Linked DNA regions of Drosophila melanogaster: region 2 is linked to region 1. A link is a contact called in public Hi-C data. All regions are on one chromosome and are shown on one strand. The core of a region is the stretch at or near the end of the contact, and the rest is flanking DNA. Distances in the headings are between cores, read along the strand shown.

Region 1 (4,668 bases), core at 1,236-3,735:
CCCTGTTTGGATGTCATGGCCAAGATCTCGTCGAGCCTGTCGAAATCACTGGGCGACTTGCTGAGCAGCAGTTCAATGTAGGCCTGCAGCTTGTCCATCGGCGAGGGGGGATCCCGTTTGCCCACCACATCCAGGTTATTCTTCTCAGTGTTGTTGCTGCGCTGCGATTTGCTCGATTTGGGCGTTTCTGGATACATGCGTGCATTATTTAGCTCCGGAGATTCACTGGCTTCAGTGTCACTGGATTGGATAATGGAGTTTTGACTAGGAGTGGTGAGGATAGCAAGGGCCTGCTGCCACTGGGCCTCCATTACCCCATGCAGTTTCTCCGCAATATCAGCACTGGAATGGAAAAAAAAACCATTTCTATTTAAACCAGAAAACAAATAAGGCTCTCATATCTTACCGCTTTGTTTTGTAACAGCTGAGCTTGAGATCCATTTCATCGATCTTCTTCGAGGCATTCGCTAGTTGAAGGCGGTACAGCTCCACCTCCTCGTTGTGCTTTTCCTGGATGAGATTCAATTCCTGGTTGTTTTTCTCATTGATCATTTCAAGCTGCTTTACTGCCCGCTCGGCTATGAGTCGTTCACGCTCCCGAGCTTCGTTCTTTAAATGCTCCTCATTCTTGTCCAGTTGGTCCTGGAACTCCTGCATCTTCTTGGCCACAACATTTTCCATTTGCTGTTGGTAGTATTGCTTTAGGGATTTCTGCTGTATATCTAGCTTCTTCTTGAGATTGGTCTGCAAAACAACAATCATTTATTATTGAGTTCTTTTTTTTTTTGTATTTATTTTTAAATAACCTCAGTTTCAGTTAGGTTCGCCAGAGTTTCTTGTAGGGATTTACGATGGCTCTCCAAGGAATCCGCTCTTGCTTTCTGCTTCTGATGATATTCTTGCAGCATTTCCTTTTGATTGGTCAGCGTGTTATTTTCCTTCTCCAGTTCCTCTATCCGCGCTTTTAGCTTATATATAAGAAATGTGGTTAAAGTGGCCGTGGTTGAAATCTTATTTTTAAATTACCTTTTCTTGTTGGTAGTCTACCTTGGCAAACTTATCCCTTAGCTTATTCAGCTCGGCATGTGACAGCTCCTCCGCTCTTTTGCTGCTGTTGAGTTGCATTTCCAGTTGCTCCAGTCTTTCTTCCCATTGCTTGGCGTCTTGCCTGCAATGGTCCAACTCCCTTTCGAGTTTATCATTCTTTTCCTGAAACCTGGTGGCCAAGTTGACCGCCTGCGACAACTCGTTCTGCAGTGCATCAAACCGGCTCTGGGATTCGCCCCTGTCCGCTTCCAGCCGGTGGACAGCGTCCCGCAGGTGCTGAACCTCGTAGTTGAGACTTTGAACTGTTTGCTCTGCCTCGGTGAGAGCAGCATCCTTCGAACGATCCACCTCGATGGCCACTGAGATTCGCTGCTGGTACTCCAAAAGATGCGACTGCAGTGTGTGCACCATTTTCTCCAGATGCTGCCTTCTGAGTTGTTCCTCTTTTAGGGAAGAGCTGCACAGTGGTCGGTTGGGCGAGTTGTTGTCGAGTACAGTTTTGGTCAAGCTGCTCTTGCCCCAGAGCTCGCTCAGACTTATGATCTTGTTCTCATTCAGGCTGCTTCGATCGACCCTGGCTGCTTCGACAGAAACGGCGCCGGAGGATGATGAGGCCAGCCTCATGCTGGGCAGAGACGAGGTTCCCGGATGACCCTCTTTCCCCGCCCGCTCGTTCCTCAGATGATCGTCGCTGCGGTGATGCAGGTGGTGATCGTGCCTCTGCCAACGGTGCGCATTATTGTCGTCTAGGTAGTGGTCGATTTCGAGCAGAATGTTGTCGTCCAGTGGTCGATGGCGGAGGGGCTCAACGGACCCACTCTTCGGCGTGGAGTGCACCATGCCGTGGAGCTCCCTACTTGGCCTTCCAGCGTTCCTTACAGTATTCGTGGATATGGTGGAAATGTCCGAGGGAGGCTCCTCCGCATCCAGTGCGATGTTCTGCAGCCGGGAATTGATGCTATTCAGCTCCGATTTCTTGCTGGGATGTAGGAACTGGTACGCTGCACTTGTGGTCGCCGGGGGAGGGGGCGGGGGCATGGCCAACGCATCTGCCGCCGCGCATGCGCTCATTTTGTCCTCCGCGCAGAAGTTCGGTGGTATCAGGAGCAGCAGATCGGTGTCGTCCGTATCGGTATCACTCATGCCTCATGGTTAACTGTATTAATAGTATGCTTATAGTACAATAATTGTTGTTTCAAAACAAAAGTGAAACTAACCACCGATTGCCATGGTGATGCACAGGGTTGCCAGGTGCACGTGGCAATGCAGGATTATCGAAAACAATGGACTATCGGTATATCACTATTCAGTGTGTCAAAACAAAAACTAAAGCTCGATATTCTAGTCTTCACAAGGCACTATATAATTTTAAAAATAATATACGTTGTTAGTCTTATTTTGCCTTTTGGCATATCTGTTGTAATTAACACTACCGTATATATCGCCTGTTTTTGGCGCCCATTTCAAGTGTGACCGTTCAGTGCGTTTGTTGTTTCCATTTATTGTCTTGTTTTTTTTTTTCGTCCTTCAGTTTTGAAGGAACTGCCGCCAGGATGGCAGATGTAAGCCTGTTTTTTGGCGGTTTGCCGGCCATTCTTCTGAAAGCGGATACCATTTACCGCATTGGGAGGCAGAAGGGCCTGGAAATAAGCATCGCCGATGAGGTAAATTGGCCCTTACTTAAACATTTCCCCTTTAATAACTCCTATCCTCAATGGGCAGTCAATGGAGCTGGCCCACGCCACAGCCTGCATACTGCGCCGAGGTGTGGTGCGCCTGGCTGCCCTGGTGGGCAAGATCTTTGTGAACGACCAGGAGGAGACCGTGGTGGACATCGGCATGGAGAACGCCGTGGCCGGCAAGGTGAAACTCCGCTTTGGCAATGTGGAGGCCAGGCTAGAGTTTGGAGAAGATCACGATGAGGTATGGGCACCAAATACCATTCTTACAGGATGCATAACTTAATGCTTACCCTTCGTTCAGGTCCACGACAGTAGCGGATTCGGGGAATGCCTGAAGAACGGATTAAACAACACAACCTTGGACAGCATGGATGTTCCGGAAACACAGCCTCCATCCGCCAACACATCAGTCAACACAACGGCAGATAGCTTATTTATACCCGAGACCCAAGCGGTGTTATGCGAAAGGCCTTCGACCGGACAAAGAGTGTCGCTGGGCGATGACTTCATGATACCCGAAACGCAGGATATGCTTGCGGATCTTCCACCTGAACCACCAGTGTTTAAACCCCCGGTTATTCCCGTAGTTGATAAGCCAGGTCCGACGATAGACAGCGATGAGGAATCATCTCAGGGCAGCATTATACGCATGTGCACCCAGGATTATAATGAGGATGCCATCGATGACTTCGATACCTCACAGGTACTCTGCGATGTTCTGCTGCCTCTTCCGCCGCCAACAGCACCAATTGAAGGTCTGGAAAATCAGGATACTAAGCGGGGTATGTGCATCCATTGAAACTGATAACTTTCAATAATGTGCGCTTTCTTCTTAGATCAACTGGACACCACCGACATGGAAATGAGTGCCTTGAACTGGTCGGCTAGCAATTCCAAATGCTGTGCTCTGAGTAGCACCAAAGCGGATGATATATTGCCGCGTGGCGATGCCTGCATTACTCCCGATTTGACCGCTCCGTCCGTAGATAGAAATATCTGCACACCCGATCTATTTGACCTGATCATGGGGGGGGATAGGAGGCGCGATGGCTCCAGCAGTCCAGATCCGTTCGTTCGTCCTGCGGACAATACAAATACCGCCACACCGCAGTTTGGCGGAGTTAAACAGCTGGTTGTGGCGACGATTGAGACCCCCACTGCCACTCCTGACACGAATAGTCAGGAAAAGAATCAAGATATGATAGCCACTCAACGATTTCCACGACATAAATTGTTGGAAAGTGACGAGGAAGACAATGGGCAAAACAACCAAGACTTCGTGGCTACTCAGGCGTTTAACTTAGGACGTCCGCAGGCACCACAAGAAAATGAAGCCAATCAAGATCTCATAGCGACACAGGCATTTAACTTGGCACCGCCACAAAAAGTTGATTCACCTAAACCCTCTACAGCTAATGATGCTTCCAACCAAGATTTTATAGAAACTCAGGCATTTAACTTAGGAATCCCACAAGCAAACATGGCTTCACCAGAAAATAATGAGATTTCCAACCAAGATTTGATAGCCACTCAAGCATTTCCCGCCAAGATCAATAGCTCTCGTTGCCAGGACTTCGTAGCCACGCAACCTTTTCATGTGGTCAATCAGCATTCCGTGAGTTTACAGGACAAGGAGAACATTCCACTTGACGACAGTGTCAAAGTTGCATCAGGTAAGAATACCAAAGATGTTCCTTATTATGGATCTGGAAAATAAATATCTGTCCAGATTCGAAATTCTTTGAAGCGACTTGCGGTGAGATAGATGCTGTGCTCAATGAAATGATTTCAGGGACTGTGGCAACGTCGCCTGTAAGTCCCAATGAGGAGTCGATACCATTTTTTGAGCCGTGTGTGATCAAGGATAAGAATCACTATCAGAAGGTAACTTAAACCTAAACTCTAAGCATAGTTTGCGTTATTGGTTATTTCCATCCAG
Region 2 (4,668 bases), core at 894-3,393, 2.9 Mb before region 1:
TCGATGCATCCGGGCGAGTGGATGACTTGGCAGCGGAGCAAAATAAACAAATTTCCAGCATTGCTATCGGTTCAGCCGAAGGATTCAATCAAGCTGAGCGAGCTATTAACATGGCCTGCAAGACTGGTCGCTGGGTGCTCTTGAAGAACGTCCACTTAGCTCCCCAATGGCTTGTGCAGCTGGAGAAGAAGATGCACTCCCTGCAGCCTCATTCCGGCTTCCGGCTGTTCCTCACGATGGAGATTAATCCAAAGGTGCCGGTTAACCTACTGCGTGCTGGCCGCATCTTTGTGTTCGAGCCACCACCAGGCATCAGAGCTAATCTGCTGCGCACCTTCTCTACGGTACCGGCGGCACGCATGATGAAGACTCCAAGTGAAAGAGCTCGGCTTTACTTCCTGCTGGCCTGGTTCCACGCCATCGTCCAGGAGCGACTCCGATATGTGCCTCTTGGCTGGGCCAAGAAGTACGAGTTTAACGAATCGGATCTGCGCGTGGCTTGCGACACATTGGACACCTGGATCGACACCACGGCCATGGGCCGCACCAATCTGCCACCAGAGAAGGTTCCATGGGATGCCCTGGTCACCCTGCTCTCGCAGTCCATTTACGGAGGAAAGATCGATAACGATTTCGATCAGCGCCTTTTGACTTCCTTCTTGAAGAAGCTCTTCACCGCACGCAGCTTTGAGGCGGACTTTGCCCTGGTGGCTAACGTTGATGGCGCCTCCGGAGGACTCCGTCACATTACCATGCCCGATGGCACCCGTCGCGATCATTTCTTGAAATGGATTGAGAACTTGACTGACCGCCAGACTCCGTCGTGGCTTGGATTACCGAACAATGCGGAGAAGGTGTTGCTTACCACCCGTGGTACTGATTTGGTCAGTAAGCTGCTCAAGATGCAGCAGCTGGAGGACGACGATGAGTTGGCTTACAGCGTGGAGGATCAATCGGAGCAATCTGCAGTGGGTCGCGGCGAGGATGGACGTCCATCATGGATGAAGACACTTCACAACTCAGCTACTGCCTGGTTGGAACTGCTCCCGAAGAATCTGCAAGTGCTCAAGCGTACTGTGGAGAACATCAAGGATCCGTTGTACCGATACTTCGAGCGCGAGGTGACAAGTGGTTCGCGTCTGTTGCAAACAGTGATACTGGACCTGCAGGATGTGGTTCTAATTTGCCAGGGCGAGAAGAAACAAACCAACCACCATCGTTCCATGTTGTCGGAGCTAGTTCGCGGAATAATTCCGAAGGGTTGGAAGCGGTATACAGTTCCTGCAGGATGCACAGTGATCCAATGGATCACGGACTTCAGCAACCGTGTCCAGCAACTGCAGAAGGTGTCGCAACTTGTTTCGCAGGCTGGCGCCAAGGAGCTGCAGGGCTTCCCCGTCTGGCTCGGTGGTTTGCTCAATCCGGAGGCCTACATCACGGCCACCAGGCAGTGTGTTGCCCAGGCGAATAGTTGGTCGCTAGAGGAGCTCGCCCTGGATGTGACAATTACGGATGCTGGGCTAAAGAACGATCAAAAGGATTGTTGCTTCGGGGTCACTGGACTCAAATTACAGGGCGCCCAGTGCAAGAACAATGAATTGCTCCTGGCTTCCACTATCATGATGGATCTACCTGTCACCATTCTCAAGTGGATAAAGTAAGTCCACTCTTATAGTTAACTGCATAATTCTTTACTAATGCTTTACTTTTTAATAGGATTTCCTCGGAGCCACGCATCAGCAAGTTGACATTGCCGGTTTACTTGAACTCCACGCGTACAGAACTACTCTTCACTGTTGACTTGGCCGTTGCGGCTGGGCAGGAATCGCATAGCTTCTACGAAAGAGGCGTGGCAGTTTTGACCTCCACGGCCTTGAACTAAGTGTTAAGCACAAGATATCCATTATATCCCATATTTTAGTCCAAATTATTCCTTCAAAGCCTTTACCTAAGGTATCTAAAAGTTTAATCTAAAGCTATATTCGTACTCTTTTCATTCAAAAAACATTAGAATTTTACAAAATGTAATTTCAAGATTTAAAATGAAATACTTTAAACTTGTAGAGTTTATTTTAAAAATATTTCAATTTCTGTGGATAGCATGATTTTGTGAAAGTAATTTTTAAATCTGTTCCCCATTTCCGATAAAGCTTACTAAATATATATACTCATAGCAACCCCAGCTACACCGTTCTATTGGATGAAAATCAGCTGTACACAATGTTGGCGCTCCTCCGGCCAGCACTGTGGCTGGGAAGCTGCCTTCGTGGCTATCACATGCATGCCGCCTCTACGCAGCAGCGGGGCGACACGTCCTTGGTTCTGGTGGATGAGGCCCGCCGCTTTATCCAGGACTGCCTGCTACGGGTTGGAGTTTCCCCCTCCAAGGTGCGCTGCATCAGCGAGTTCCTGGTTGTGGCGGACTATCGAGGAAACTACGGAAGCGGGCTGAATCGCCTGGATTACTATCTCAGTGATCTGCAGAGCGGGCATGCCAAGGTGGGCGCAGAGCCTTCAATAATCAGTGAAACGGTGTCCACCGCCCATGTAAATGGCAATTCCGCCTTGGGTGTGTTTGTGGGAAACTTTTGTATGGATTTGGCGGTGAAGAAAGCTGAAGACTCTGGCATCGGTTTCGTAGTGGCCCAGCAATCTCACGACATTGGCATGGCCAGCTGGTTTACATTTCGCGCTGCCGGCAAGGGATTAGCCGGAATCGTGATGTCCAATTCGGCTCCAACGATGATGGGTCCCAACTCAAAGTCTGCCAGCATTGGCTCCAACTGCTTTGCCTTCTGCGTAAAGGGTGAGGAGTACCATTTTGTTCTAGACATGGCGACCAGCGTGAAGGATATTGGAGCCGTGGAATGGGCTTGGGCCAACGATGAGTATATACCGCATGGCTGGGCGGCCAACGAGGGTGGCTTATCCACCTGTTTTCCCAGCTTGGCCTTAAGGACACCATTACTATTTCCTGCTGGTGGTCACAAAGGCTATTGCCTGTCAGCCGTGATAGATATTCTATGTGGAGTGCTCTCTGGTGCCCAATATGCCACTCATATAACCATGGACCAGAACCAACCATCGAACTTGGGTCAAGTATTTATTGCTCTCGATCCAGAATTTTTCTTGCCCAACTTTATGGAACGTTTCGATGACTTTTGTGGTCGCATCCAGAATAGCCAGCCGGCGGACGATTCAGAGCCCATCCGGCTACCTGGCGAACTGGAGAGGATGCACATGAACTACGTGGAAGATTTGCGGGCTTTAGCCTATCCGAATAGTCTTTTGACCAAGTACAAAGAAGTGGCGGAAAGGCTGTGCGTAAAACCCATCGAGCTGGCTTTTGATAGGTGTCAGTCCAGGAAGAGCTTTTAGTCTCATACTATAAATACTGTAAATGTAGTTCACAAAAAATATTATAGTTAATAGAAAAATGTTAAGCTTATTAAGTGAAGTATAAATAGCTACTCCTATGCAGGAATGGTATAAGGACAACTTTTGATGCAACTAAAATTTTGACAGACATTCTAAGCAAATTCCCAAACCATTATGTGGCGCCATCTACGAGCACGGCTCAAAAACTACTCTTTGTATTCCAGTTTCGGAAAAAACTTTGTTCTGCAGAAACTTTAGAAAAGTTCTCTATAATTTCCCCCTGTTAATGTGCCATCTAGGTCTTAGTGCCATCTAATTTAGTGATTTCGAAGGTTCAATGGTACAAGAAGCGAGTTCGAAGGATGAAGGTCGAATTTTAACAGTGAGAACACTTTTCATTAGCTTTAGATTGTTTTGTGTAACATTTCTGCTGCACCCCATGAATCTGTTCAGAATTATTTAACCCAAAACAATAATACTAAGCGTCACACAATATACTTTGCTTAACCAGGGTTTTAAACGGAAATGTATGGATTATACGATGCAATAGAATTGCGAATTACCAGGCATTCGAGTCGCGTTCTGGGGGGTTCCCCAACCGAGCTCTTCAGCTGATTGTTCAGACATGACGACTAGACACTTTGTTGATCATAACGCGTCCAAACTGAGACTTTCGGTTTCTAGCCGGCCTTTGTATTCCGGAGAGCAGAGATGTTCCATCTGGTGAGGCCTGGGCGACCACAAGATGCGCTGCAGTCCCATGTGGCGCTGTGAGCTACTTAAGCGTAATTGCAGTAAATGCAAATTTTCGTAAATTATTAGAATTACGAATTAAATCGGAATCAGACGGACTATAAATGGGACTGCAAATCAGTGTAGACTTCTCAGAACGTGTGTGAAATACGCTGAAGACATGTCGCTTGGAGTATGGCAACTAGTCAGCTTAGTCTTGCTGATGGATCCGGCCGAGGTGATCACAGGACCTTCACAGGCAAAGGAGCCGCCCATCCAGAGTCTGGATGAGTTCCGGCAGAGGTACCTGCTCCCTCTCATTTCCTCGGACACAAGAAACTGCAGTCTGAATGCATGTGAATCACTGGGTATTGTATCCCAGCTATTGATGCTTATCAACTCAATGCCAAATGGAACCCAGTCCGCTGCGAACGATAAAAAACCACCTAAGTCCAAGGCGAATGGACATAATGATGGAGATGTCAATGGCGGTGAGATTAATGCCATGTCCCATTTGGCCAACTTTGATCTGGTGAAGCGGGTGCGACAGATCGAGAG

What was found. Hi-C and Micro-C count contacts between places; a contact is called where the count stands out from the background.
Region 2: a Hi-C map of the Kc167 cell line shows a contact between it and region 1, with 3 times the contacts expected there. A contact is called at or near these places in 29 of 107 Hi-C or Micro-C datasets (the D17-c3 cell line, the Kc167 cell line, the ML-DmBG3-c2 cell line and 9 more).

What each region holds. Positions count from the first base shown.
Region 1 is chr3L:1,945,382-1,950,049 of dm6, reverse strand. It overlaps Cnb (Centrobin), which reads right to left and starts at 2,485. Exons shown (of 5, transcript NM_139423.3): 1 at 2,265-2,485; 2 at 1,027-2,203; 3 at 807-968; 4 at 407-744; 5 at 1-342. The coding sequence starts at 2,190. mu2 (mutator 2) reads left to right here and starts at 2,575. Exons shown (of 12, transcript NM_167927.3): 1 at 2,575-2,711; 2 at 2,770-2,970; 3 at 3,031-3,511; 4 at 3,566-4,402; 5 at 4,522-4,613. The coding sequence starts at 2,601.
Region 2 is chr3L:4,804,881-4,809,548 of dm6, reverse strand. CG18808 reads left to right here and starts at 2,143. Exons shown (of 1, transcript NM_144411.2): 1 at 2,143-3,496. The coding sequence starts at 2,221. The coding sequence ends at 3,378. Dhc64C (Dynein heavy chain 64C) reads left to right here. Exons shown (of 15, transcript NM_001274503.1): 14 at 1-1,657; 15 at 1,717-2,181. The coding sequence ends at 1,882. It overlaps CG7509, which reads left to right and starts at 4,275. Exons shown (of 5, transcript NM_139674.2): 1 at 4,275-4,668. The coding sequence starts at 4,292.